Linked DNA regions of Ovis aries: region 2 is linked to region 1. A link is a contact called in public Hi-C data. All regions are on one chromosome and are shown on one strand. Each heading gives the region's core, a stretch centred on a gene start, on an enhancer-like site or on the middle of the called end of the contact. The rest is flanking DNA. Distances are from core to core; before and after follow the strand shown. Region 1 holds the start of RBM47 (RNA binding motif protein 47). Region 2 has its middle 31 kb from the start of NSUN7.

The links. A called contact is a pair of places that touch in the nucleus more often than the background predicts.
Region 2: a contact with region 1 is called in a Hi-C map of tail adipose tissue, with 1.8 times the contacts expected there. The contact joins the enhancer-like site here to the promoter of RBM47 in region 1. A contact is called at or near these places in 2 of 16 Hi-C or Micro-C datasets (liver and tail adipose tissue).

The regions. Positions count from the first base shown.
Region 1 is chr6:60,279,923-60,282,622 of ARS-UI_Ramb_v3.0, forward strand. RBM47 (RNA binding motif protein 47) reads right to left here and starts at 1,388. Exons shown (of 8, transcript XM_060416994.1): 1 at 1,239-1,388; 2 at 932-1,088; 3 at 405-537.
Region 2 is chr6:60,347,043-60,349,742 of ARS-UI_Ramb_v3.0, forward strand. No RefSeq gene overlaps it. Among named protein-coding and RNA genes, the nearest start is that of NSUN7, 31 kb to the right of the region's middle. Within about 2 kb of position 1,284, at least 2 of the 54 cell types and tissues checked have an H3K27ac peak or open chromatin away from gene starts, as enhancers often do. A contact at or near this core is called in tail adipose tissue, where this site is marked.

The sequences.
Region 1 (2,700 bases), core at 138-2,637:
AATTCCAGTTTGTCAGAATCTCTTAACCTTGGAAACCCGCAGGAGAGAAACTCTCCGAGGACAACTCCCCGAGCCCCAACTTCTCACTGTCCCAACTGCACATTCCAAAGTGAGAAGCCGGCGCGATAACCAGAAGGCAGTTCTCTCGGGGCTAAATTCCTGGCGGGAGCGAGAATTCGAAAGCGCGGCGAGTTCCCCTGGCAGAGCGGCGCCGGACCCGCACCCGGGGGAGACCGGCGGCCCCGGGAGCCCTGCGTGCGTCCGGCGCTGCGCGCGGGGAGCGCTCGAGCCTCGGCTCCGGCTCTTCCCTGTTCCCTCCTCCCGCTTCTGCCCTCCCCCATCTGAGGCCGTTCGCCTCACAGTAGCAAGGTTGTCTCTCGTCTACTCCCTTCCCTTAAACTCACCAAACCAGATTTTTACTCCCAACACCGGCAACTTCCCGTAAATCTGCTCTGAAATTTTATCCTGCTCGCTGAGCCTCCGCTGGCTGAAGGCCAGTGCAACATTCCTGTTGTTTTAGGAGCGCAGATACCTTTGCTGAAGGTTGGGGAAAAAAACAAAACAAAACAAATCTGCCTTGATGGGGAAGAGACGTGGGGACTTCACCACACAGACTTGTCGCTCCCCGCTCAAAAAGTCACATCCATTTTAGACAACCAAGAAATAGCCCCAGCAGTGGCACCTGCTCCACCTGAGGACATCTGCCCGAAATCAGACGTCTGGCCCCCCGCTTTGGGCGGTTGAGGGAAACCAAGCAGAACCACGTTTGAGGAATAAGGAACCAGCTGTTGAATCACGAGCCGGTCGGTACACCCCACCCCCGTCCTTCCCTCCCCCACACCCCTCTAAAGAAGTCGTGTAACCAGGTAGGATCACAGCGAGCTCGGCGGCGGGCCTGGAGGAAGGGGGGACCTCCCGAGAGTGTCCTTACCTGAGGCAGAGCAGCTCGGACCGGCACGGGAAGGAGCGTCACGCGGACCAAGCCCTGACCTTTGCCGGGGCCTTCACAGCAGGGCCTGGGGCCTGGGCGCTGCTGGTTCAGAAGTGGCTCATTTTAATACGCTCTGACCTAAAGTTACAGCTGGTTTCTAGAAAGGGTACAAAAAAACACTGCATTTTAAAACAGCAGCCAAGCCCTCCCTTAACCTCGGCCCGATCCTCTAGGGAGCCGGTTCTAACCCCCATCCCAGCCCCATCCTCAAGAAATCCGCAATCTGTGCCCCACCCCTTCGCATTACCTGTTTATACAAGAGTTAAGGAGCCTCACGCATTTCAATAGAGCGCTAAGCCTGTTTGTAGGCGCGTAATCGGCCAACAGGAATCGAATTCTGTGACTAAACAAACTAGAAGAGGAAGCAGGCACCACCAGGAACCTAAAACGGAGTTGTGATTTCGGGTTGCACTGTCATTCAACTGAGGGGAGGAAAAAAAAAGTGCTGCTTCTCATTGGGCTGTTTTAGTGAAGGAATAGTTAAAATCTTTTTTTTTTTTTTTTTGCGGGTTAAATGAGTTAATACATACAAAAATGTTAGAACAGTGCTTGGCACACTGTGTTGCCACTAATGCCACTATTTCTAAAAATTATTATTATTTGTGCTATAGCTTTTTTTCTGAAGAGGTGGGGTCGTGATCAGAGAAGTGGGCTCTTGAGCCAACACTGCCACTCTCTAGTTGTAAAGCCATGAGCCAGTTTCTTTCTTTTTTTTTTTAACCTCTCCCAGCCTCCCTATCTGGAAGATTCTCACGGTGAAATTTCTGCAGTTTACAATCATTGAATATCATGAAAAATAAAGGTCCTGTAAAAATAGTGTTTAAGTGATCTCCATCTCACTTAAAAGTTGCAAGATGGACAAGATACATGAAAATAAATTGACCTGTACACTCCATGAAGTTCTCTGACAGCGAGGGAACTCAGGATCTAGCCATCTACCACGGATGGGTGCTTCATTCGAATTCGAATTTAGGCACCTAATTTGCTGTCTGACACCGGGAGAGTTACTTATCCTATCCAATGCTGGACAAATAATGGTCATTATCATTTAAACATCAGTGTGAAACTGGGGGAAATAATTTTTAAGCTCTTCATAAGTATTTGAAAGTAATTATTGACGACTAGGATGTGCAGTGCTGATGCCCTTTTTTCTACACTTAACTTCCCTCTTAAAGAAACCATAGCCCCTTTACCCGAATGAGGCCTTTAGTACTTTGCGGTGCAGGTTAACCCACCTCGTTTTACCCTACAGTTCCATCCTGTGGAGCACTTCATTCCTGTTTTGCAGATTGAAGGCACTGAGGTCAGCTAGAGCGCGTTTTCCCCGAGTGGTGAGGCCGAGACATTTCTCAGCTCGTTAAATCTAAATGCAGTGTTTGCCACCTTTTGGAAAAATGATTCCTTCAAACCAGCCAAGAATTCTGAAACATTTTAAATCTCTTTGACTTTTTATCTTCCCTATGGTGCAAGACTTAACAGATCAATTAAATGTTTTCTGAGTTTTAGATTCATTCCTTGTTACTATATGAAGATCTGGCACTGTGACCCCTTCAAGGTTCTCTCACCATATCTAAGATGCCAGGTACAGACAAGGGTTCCACAACCTCAAGACAACTTAAAAACTCTGACTCCACATAGCTCAGATTTTTCTTTTCTTTTCCATAAGTATCAGGATTGTTACCTTGAGAGCCTCACAGTGTCAGGGACCT
Region 2 (2,700 bases), core at 34-2,533, 67 kb after region 1:
GAATGATACCAACTCCAGATGAATTCAAATCAACAAACATTCACTTGCTATTTGCAAGGCAAACTATAACTAGTAGAAATTATATGTCTGTTCAACATTTCAGTAAATGCAAAAGAGCTTCACACCAATTTTCTCTCTCTCCCACTTCCTTCACTCCTCTCACAATCTCTATGTCAATAGTTCGAGGAAATTCAAGCATAGCAAAATATAAGGACTCATATAACAACATAAGTCGCAACGTAAGTGGCGCAAGTATCAGGGTTAGAATCCAGAGTTTCTGTTTTTAAGACTCTTCCTTTACCCATTATATACTATACTAAAATTATAAGTAAAATATTAATCAGAAAGGCAGCTCCAGCTGTATAGCAAATTCTGTTTGTCACACACAGTTTAAGCTGAGTGAAAACAAGGAATCATTTTTCCTTTTCACTCTCATTCCACGAACATAAAAAACTAGAAATACCAGATGGACCTGGAGGTAATTAACACATAGTAAGTTTAACCTTTTGCCTGCAAGATCACTTTAAATGTGCAACAAACAGCTATAACTGAAATGTGATGGTTTAACTAAACCACTGTTATTAGATGGCTGACTTTTCCTTGAGCAAATTATCTTTTTGTCTTGCCAGTACTCCTGGTCCAACCACTGAAATGACATGGCTTGTATAACTCATGGCTTCATCAGTATTGTTCTTCTACTTCTGCTTAGGGTTTGGGACGGCTATTATCTGATACTTTCCAAGGTATTTAATGGAAAATTAAGGCATAAATGCAGTGATGGCACTGGTGATGGGCGAACTCCATTCAGTATGTGCTAACCCATCTCACAATACCAGAGCTTGGTACAAGGATGAAAATCTGAAATTAAGATGATCCAAAGCTGGACTTCCCTGGTGGTACAATGGATAAGAGTCTGTCTGCCAAAGCAGGGGACACGGTTTTGACCCTTTGTCCAGGAGATGCCACTTGCCACAGACCAACTAGAATCCACACACTGCAACTACTGAGCCTGTATTCTGCAACTATGAAGCTTGTGCCCCTAGAGCCTGTGCTCTGCAACAAAAGAAGCTGCTGCAATGAGAAGTTTGTGTGCCGAAGAGGAGTAATCCCCACTCACTGCAACTAGAGAAAGCCTGCATGCAGCAAAGAAGACCCAGTGCAGCCAAAAATAAACAAATAATTTTTTTTAAAAAAAAGAAGGAGAATAAGATCCAGGGCTGGCTAAGGGTCACTCTCAGTTTGAATCTAGTTTTGGCAGATCCAGAGAAGAGTTTCAAGTAAGTTTTCAAGTTGGTCACAGGTCAGCACAAGGAATTCTGTCATCTCAGCTTCTGGACTGGGGCTATCCAGGACCTGGTGTTCTGCTGGATATGGAAACTGGCATAGCTCCATTCAAAAACAGGGAGTGAATGGATGGGGCATGTTCAGTGACCACACATAAGTAGTCCTCTCCCCCAGCACACGTTGCAAGTCCCAATGTACTTAAACCTGTATTTGCTGAGTTCTTAATCTTTTTTTGCACCATAGATTTCTTTACTTGTTCTAAAAGAAATGTTTTTAAATGAATAAAACATATATGATTTAAAAATGTATTGAAATACTGTTATGATTTTTTATATAATAATGTATGTGCTTCCTTATTAACACATTAGATAAGATTTGGGTTCTAATGCAAATCAAAACTACGATGAGTATTACCTCACATCAGTCAAATGGCCACAATTAAAAAGTCTACAAATAATAAGTGCTGGAGAAGGTATGGAGAAAAGGGAACCTTCTTACATTGTTGGTGGGAATATAAATTAGTGCAGTGCAGCCACTACTCACACAACATGGAGTGTCCTTAAAAAACTAAAAATAGGACTTCCCTGGTGGTGCAGTGCATAAGTCCACCGCCAATGCAGTGGACACAGATTTGACCCCTCGTCCTGGAAGATGTCACATAGCAAGGAGGAACTAAGTTTGTGTGCCACAACTACTGAGCTTGTGTGCCATAACTTCTTCTTTTTTTTTTTTTTTGTGCCATAACTTCTGAAGCCTGTGTGCCCTAGAGCCACACAGCACGCACCAAAACTACTGAGCGTGTGTGCTGCAACTACTAAAGCCCTTGAGCCTAGAGACCATGCTCCATAACAAGAGAAGCCACTGCAATGACAAGCCCACCCACTGCAATGAAGAGTGGACCCTGCTCATCACAACTGGAGAAAGCCTGCTTGCAGCAACAAAGACCCAGTGCAATCAAAAACTAAAAATAGAGTTGCCATGGTGGTAGTGGTATAGCCACTAAGTTATGTTCGGCTCTTTGCAATCTTATGGACTGTAGCTCACCTGGGATTTTTCAGGCAAGAATACTGGAATGGGTTGCCATTTCCTTCTCCAATATGATCCAGCAATCCCATTCCTGGATATATATCCAGAGAAAATTCTAATTTGAAATAATAAATGCACCCCAATGTTCACAGTAGCACTATTTATGATAGCCAAGATATGGAAGCAACCTAAATTTCCTTCAATAGATGAATGGACAAAGAAGATGTGGTATATAGACACAATGTAATATTATAGAGCCAAAAAGAGAATGAAATAACGCCCCTTGCAAAAACATGGATACCCTAGAGATTATCATACTAAGTGAAATAAGTTAGAAAGAAAAAAACAAATATCATATGATATCACTTACAATCTAAAACATACAAATGA